Regions from separate parts of the Oryctolagus cuniculus genome. Here region 2 is linked to region 1. Evidence: chromatin contacts called from public Micro-C data. All regions are on one chromosome and are shown on one strand. Each heading gives the region's core, a stretch centred on a gene start, on an enhancer-like site or on the middle of the called end of the contact. The rest is flanking DNA. Distances are from core to core; before and after follow the strand shown. Region 1 holds the start of ZFHX4 (zinc finger homeobox 4). Region 2 holds the start of PEX2 (peroxisomal biogenesis factor 2).

Evidence for each region. A called contact is a pair of places that touch in the nucleus more often than the background predicts.
Region 2: a contact with region 1 is called in a Micro-C map of ear pinna, with 4 times the contacts expected there. The contact joins the promoter of PEX2 here to the promoter of ZFHX4 in region 1. A contact is called at or near these places in 3 of 6 Hi-C or Micro-C datasets (ear pinna, psoas muscle and skin fibroblasts).

The regions. Positions count from the first base shown.
Region 1 is chr6:102,288,626-102,291,586 of mOryCun1.1, forward strand. It overlaps ZFHX4 (zinc finger homeobox 4), which reads left to right and starts at 1,416. Exons shown (of 11, transcript XM_070075243.1): 1 at 1,416-1,819. The region is part of intron 3 of PEX2 (peroxisomal biogenesis factor 2); the gene reads right to left.
Region 2 is chr6:102,642,232-102,645,192 of mOryCun1.1, forward strand. PEX2 (peroxisomal biogenesis factor 2) reads right to left here and starts at 1,553. Exons shown (of 4, transcript XM_070075247.1): 1 at 1,216-1,553.

The sequences.
Region 1 (2,961 bases), core at 166-2,665:
GCACTTAAGGCCTGAGACAAGGTTTTGAAGCAGATCCTGGTGATCCAGAACTTCAAAGGCCTGTCAACTCAAAAGCAGCCTATACTTCACCTGTCCAGGAAGCTGGACATTGCAAGTATTTCCTGGTTTTAAATCGTTTGATTTGTTGCTCTCACTTTCTCCCTAGAATTCCTATTTTTGAAATATTACATAGATGGTGTCTCCTTGTGACCTCTGCTGTGGCAGTGTGTCAAGATGCTATCTGAATATATACTTCTGTATGTATAGATTCCATTTTCAGTAGGGGGTATTTAAAAGTATGTCTATTCCTAGTTTTAGTTAATTATCTTTTAATGAAAGTGTCACTCATATTCACATCTGTAATATTGGAAAGAGATAATTAGATTTTCAAATGAGAAATCAGCCACCTTAAATTTTGCACCAGAAAATACCAAGTATATTTCATTCTAATGAGATCTGTAGTGGGGTTTTAAAATTCATCATAATGCGCTTCAAGAAAGATAACTCAACAGACTGGAAAGATGAAAGGTTTTTTTTCCCTAAGTCTTCTTAAAGCTATTACATTGAACTTACGCAATTCTGATAAAATATTCAAGAACATTACATAAAGGCTAGACGTGGACCCCCACTATCACCCTTGCAACCACCACTTACTCTCATTGGGAAGTTTACTTTGCCTAAACTAACCACCTCCATCTCCCTTGCCCTGGATTTCCTGGGCTGCCTAGGCAATCGAAAGATAGGAGTTTAAGAAGAATGCCTGAGGATGCAGAGCGCATTCCTCCCTTGCTATAGTCAGGGTTGAGCTCTGTTTGCACACAGTCAGGCACCCTTTATTTACATACATCTGCATATTTACTCAGCCCCCCCCCCCCCCCCCCCGTATTTCGGCATCGAAGTGCGTTCCTGTGTCCCTGGCAATAAACCAAGCGGAGAAAAGCTCTTGGTTACCTTAACTCCCATTTCTCTTGAAAGCTTCCCAGTAAACCAATCTCTGCTCGGACAATAATTACTTTGCTTCATTAAAGTGGAAAATAAACATCTCAAATGGTTAAAGGGCAGTGCATTGGCGGCAGTTATGTTTTATTTTGCTTCCCTCTCTGGGGTGTGTGTGCGTGTGTGTGTGTGTGTGTGTGTGTCTGTCTGTCTGTCTGTCTGTCTAATGAAGTTTGGGAGCCGCGCGCAGGGGTGCGTGGGGTGCAAGCCCCGGAGGTCCCCATCGCCGGTCCTCTCTGCCGTCGCCGCGTCCCGGGCTCCAGCCGCAGCGCTGCGAGCCTCGGAAGCTGCGAGACTCCCGGGCTGCTCTGAGTCCCGGCTGCGCGTCATTTGCAGTCTGGGGAATGTTGATCACCTCACTAATTACACCTCTCTCTCTCTCCCCCCTCTCCCTCTCCCTCTCCCTCGCTCTCCTCTCTCATTCCCAGAGTGCATATCGGGAATAGACACACAAAGACATGCGCACTCAACTTAATCAGCCATTTTTTTAAACAGGGCTAAAACGATAATAATTAGCAGAATAAAGACATATCGGATTTTCATTTCCTTTCCTCCTTTTCCCAACCCCTTCACAACCAAACAGCGAGACCGCGGTCGGCACATGCTTTAACTCCTCCCGGACCCCCGAGGACCGCTCCATGCCCCCCACTTTCTGCTCCAGCGTTTTTATTTTCACCCAATAAAGTTCGAGGATTATTTTTTTATTTTTTTTATTTTTAATGAACCCTCTCGTTTGACTTGGATGTGATCAGCTGTAAGTAAAATAAAAGCAAAAACAAAAAAAGAGGCGAAGATCGAGTAGGAACTGCAGGGGAAATGGAAAGTAAGTTTTTTCTTTAACTTTTATTGAGTAGTTTGTGTTAAATTTAGGTCGAGTATCGATTATCTTTCCAGCCTGATCTTGCACAATCTTTGATATTTCGCTCCCTCTCGCCCTCTCCCTCTCCGCCTCTCCCTCTCTGCCCCTCGCTCGCTCGCGCTGGCTCGCGCACATCCCCTCATCCCGACCATCTCTTCCGCTCTGCCCCCCTTTCCTATCTCTTTCCCCCTCTTTTTTTTGGCTCAAGGATTTGCTCCGCCGAGGGAAGGAGGGGGCACCGAGGGACCTGATTTTCCACTTTCTTCGGGGGCTGCGTTTTTTTCGGGATTTAACTTTTGGATCAAGTGGCGGATCATCCACGTTTGGCCGGGCAGTTTTTCTCTCCTTTTTCCTGTCTTTTCGGGGGTCTGTCTCCTCCGCGAGCCCGGGGGGACCAGTCTCGCAGCCGGGGAAAGCTGTCAGCTCCGCGGCAGTGCGGCCAACGGCCGGGTGGGGGTCCCCGCTCGCCCCGCGCCCCCCGCACCCGGGTCGGGATGACTCTGCCTCGGCATCAGCCTCCGAAAGTTTGGACGTGGGTCTGTGGGGCTTGGCGCGCCTGTCTTTCTGCCTCCCCCTCCCCACCTTCTCCTGCCTCGTCTTCCTTCCTCCGCTTACCGCCCCCACCCCGACTTTCCCCTTCTCAAGTTCCCGAAGGGCGCCTCCAGCGCAGGGCTGGCGGAGGCCGGGGGCTCGTGCGTACAGGGCAGAGGGTTCCCCAGGCCGGAGCCGCGGCTGCAGGTAGACGCCCGGCTGCCGGGGCGGGCAGGGGCGGCGGCGGCGGCTCCGGCGCGGGCGCGGGCGCCGGCGGACGGAAGGCAGGTCCGTTAGGAGGCGGGATCGCCCGGCCTCGGGGCTGGGGACCCGGGAGGCGGCGGCGGCGGCGGCCGCAGCGGCTCGCTAGGGGCGCGTTCGCCGCCGGGCGTGCGTTAGACAAGAGGACAGACGCCCGCGGCTTGGGATCAAGAATCTTTTCCTTTCTTTTTGGCAAAGGGCAAGGGGTGTGCGTGTGTATGTGTGTGATCTGTGTCTGTCTCTGTGTGTGTGTGTGTGTATTGAGGGGCTGTGGCCGGCTGTGAGAACTGATTCATTCCTCTCCCCCCCCCCCA
Region 2 (2,961 bases), core at 303-2,802, 350 kb after region 1:
AGTTGGTCAAACAAACCAGTCAGGACCAGACCCAATTCTCCTAGTTTACTATTATACCTCCTGTTACCTCTGTCTCTCTGGGGGAAAAAAAAAAATTACAGCGTCTCTTTTTGACTTTGCAAATAGTTCCACTAGTCTCTTTTTCCAAAACTCTTTCTGGTTCAAGATTTTGTAACTCTCATCTTTCTGGATACAAGTAACTGATAATATGGTGAGAATAAAGGGGTTAAAAACATAGCAGTTCCTCAAGTTCATTCTGTTCAAGTTTAACTAAAAGCAACACATCTGTGGAGGGTTTTAGACTATATAAACACTATGGTGTTAGAGAAGCCTCAGTCTCCTTGTAATTGCTTGAAACTGTCAAAAAATGTTTTTGTAATGGCAGAGCAGAATATCAAAACATTTTCAACTTAAACGTTCAGTGAGAACTGGGTCTCACTGTATGAAAATCCCTTTCACTAAGCGTTGTTTGTACATTGAACCTAAGTAAAAACCAAATAAATACATAAAGCTTAACTTTTAAGGACCTAGAAGAAAGAAATACTAATGATTCTTTTATTCGCAGGTTGATAAATCAGTGCAAAATACACCCAATTCAACACAAGTATTTTACAAGCAAATTCTCAATACTTCTTCCCCTAATAAAGGAACAAGACACCTAAACTGCTTTTAAGTGAATGGTCTCCCAAAACGTTGGAAACTTATGCATGCTCATTTCTTTTCTGGTACCCAATATAGCATTTTACATGAAACTTCAGATTTTAAGGAAGGCTTGGATCTGAATGATTCTAAAGTTGTTCCTAAAAAGTAATTTACTTTCAATCACCAAATGCAAGGGAAAGAACCGCGAAGTCACTTCGTGGAATGCAGACGAGGTTCAGTTCTAGTTGTGCGTTTTTTTTTTGTTTTTTTTTGTTTTTTTTTTTTTTTTTTAATGGAGCAATCCTAAAAACATTTCTGGTAGTTTATATTCACTTCATTGTCTTTCCCAAAATTAATAGACTTGTGTCTTCCCGGAAGACGAAAAGCCAAAAAAAACCTGGGAAATCAAGCAAGGAGCGAGAAGCACAAGGTCGTGAAACTGCGCAACCTCCCAGAGGCGAGCAGGCCCTCAGGTCCGCACTATGGCTTTCGCGGGCAGACACTGACCTTAGGAGTCTGCGAAACGCCCACGCCGCAACTCAAGTGTTCTGAAACATTCTCTGGGAAACTTGCCTTTTCCTAGCAGAATCTGGGTTATCCAGGCTTCCGGAACTCGGAGGCTTCCGGAGTGATGCGGGACCCGGAAGTGGCTAAAAGAAAAATGGGGAAATTGCAGTTAGGAGAACCGCGCTTCTGCGCGCTGCCCAGGCCCGACGGGCCTGCAACTGCAGGAGCCGAAGAGCCGAAGAGCCGAAGGGCCGAAGAGCCGAAGAGCCGAAGAGGAAGCTGCGCGCTCAGTGATTGGTCTATTGTACGCTCGAGGAAAACCGTCTCTGATTGGCAGGAGAGTCACGAACCGGTCAGCCAGGGGTCGTGTGCTGCGCGTGAAGAGGCTGCTGTGTCAAGGGGCCGCAGGGGAAGCCAGGGCTCTCGAGAGCAGGGCTTTCCCCGCCAGCGGACGCCGCGGCGGGCCGCCGAACAGGCGCCGCCGGGTGGCAGCGGGGCGACTCCGCACTTCCGCCGCTCCTCCGTTGCTTAGGAAGGAGGACGGGCTCGGCGGTGGCATTGTGGGCACAGAAGCCCTCGGGCTGGGGGAGAGCGTTGTGCGGGCCCTGGAGACTGCCCTCCCTTGGGGCCGGTGTCCTTCGGGTGGGCAGCTTGTCGGCCTCTGGGGGCTCCGGAAGGCGTGTGGTAGCTCGGGTAGTCCGCCCTGAGAAGCGGCGCCCGAGAGCCTGTGGAGCTTGCCGGACGCCTTCGGGCGCAGCGTTCCCGCCGCAGAAGCGAGTCGCCTTCCCCGGGTGGGGGTGGGTATCTCTTACGAATCCCGGGCATCCAGGTCGTGACACCCTAGGGAGCCGAGTCAGAGTTTCTGGGCCTGGACGCAGGAAAAAGCCCTCACCAGGCAGTTGTGTGGAGCTGGCGTTGAGACACGCCACTGGCTTCTTGTTCCGCAGTGTGGATGGCAAGTGTGTGTGTCTGAAGTCTGGTGGGTTGGTTCCAAGAGTTGGAATCACTTGTTAGAGCCCTGCACGTAGTAGGTTTTAAGGACGCTTTAGTGCTTTGCTCCACTCCCTCTGCCACTGGTCTTCAAGGAGCCCTTGACAACAGCTCTTCTGTTAGGCATCCCAGAGCCCACTCGCCAGTTTAAAGAGGCTTTTTTGTTGTCTAGGAATTACTCCTGGAAGGGTTGTAACTCAGGGTGGGAAACATACAGGGCAAAAGAAAATTTACGAATGAACTCTACCACTGTTGAAATTTGTTGTTAGGTTAAAAAGTGTAGGATTTAATATTTCTCCATGGAAGGTTGCATTCTATACATTATAGAGATCTTAGAAGAAAAAAATGGGCAGAAGGAGGAGACTGTTGGTTTAGTGGAAGGCCTTCCCACCTTGTGAACCAACAGTTCAAATCAGATTATGACCTACAGACTGATAGGGTGTACAGTTCAAGTTCACTTAAGGATAGGAGGAAAGATTGTCCTAAAGTTGCAGCTGTTCAATACTATTGGCCACTAGCTATATAAAGCTAGTCGGAATTGAGATCTTCAGTGTAAAGCATGCCCCTGATCCCTAAGATGTGGTATTAAAAAATAATGTAAAATAATGCATTTGCTATTGATGACATGTTGAAGTGAGAAAGCTTTGGAAAATTTATGATTATATATGTAGTTCTCATCATCCTAGGGCATACTGCTGTTCCGGAGAAGACAAATCTCTGAGGAAGAGTGTGCATAGCTTTCCTGCAGCAGTTGTGAAGGAAGTCATGTGCACCTCGCCGATAGCTTCACTTAACTTTTATAAGAAGGGAGAAAGGACCCTA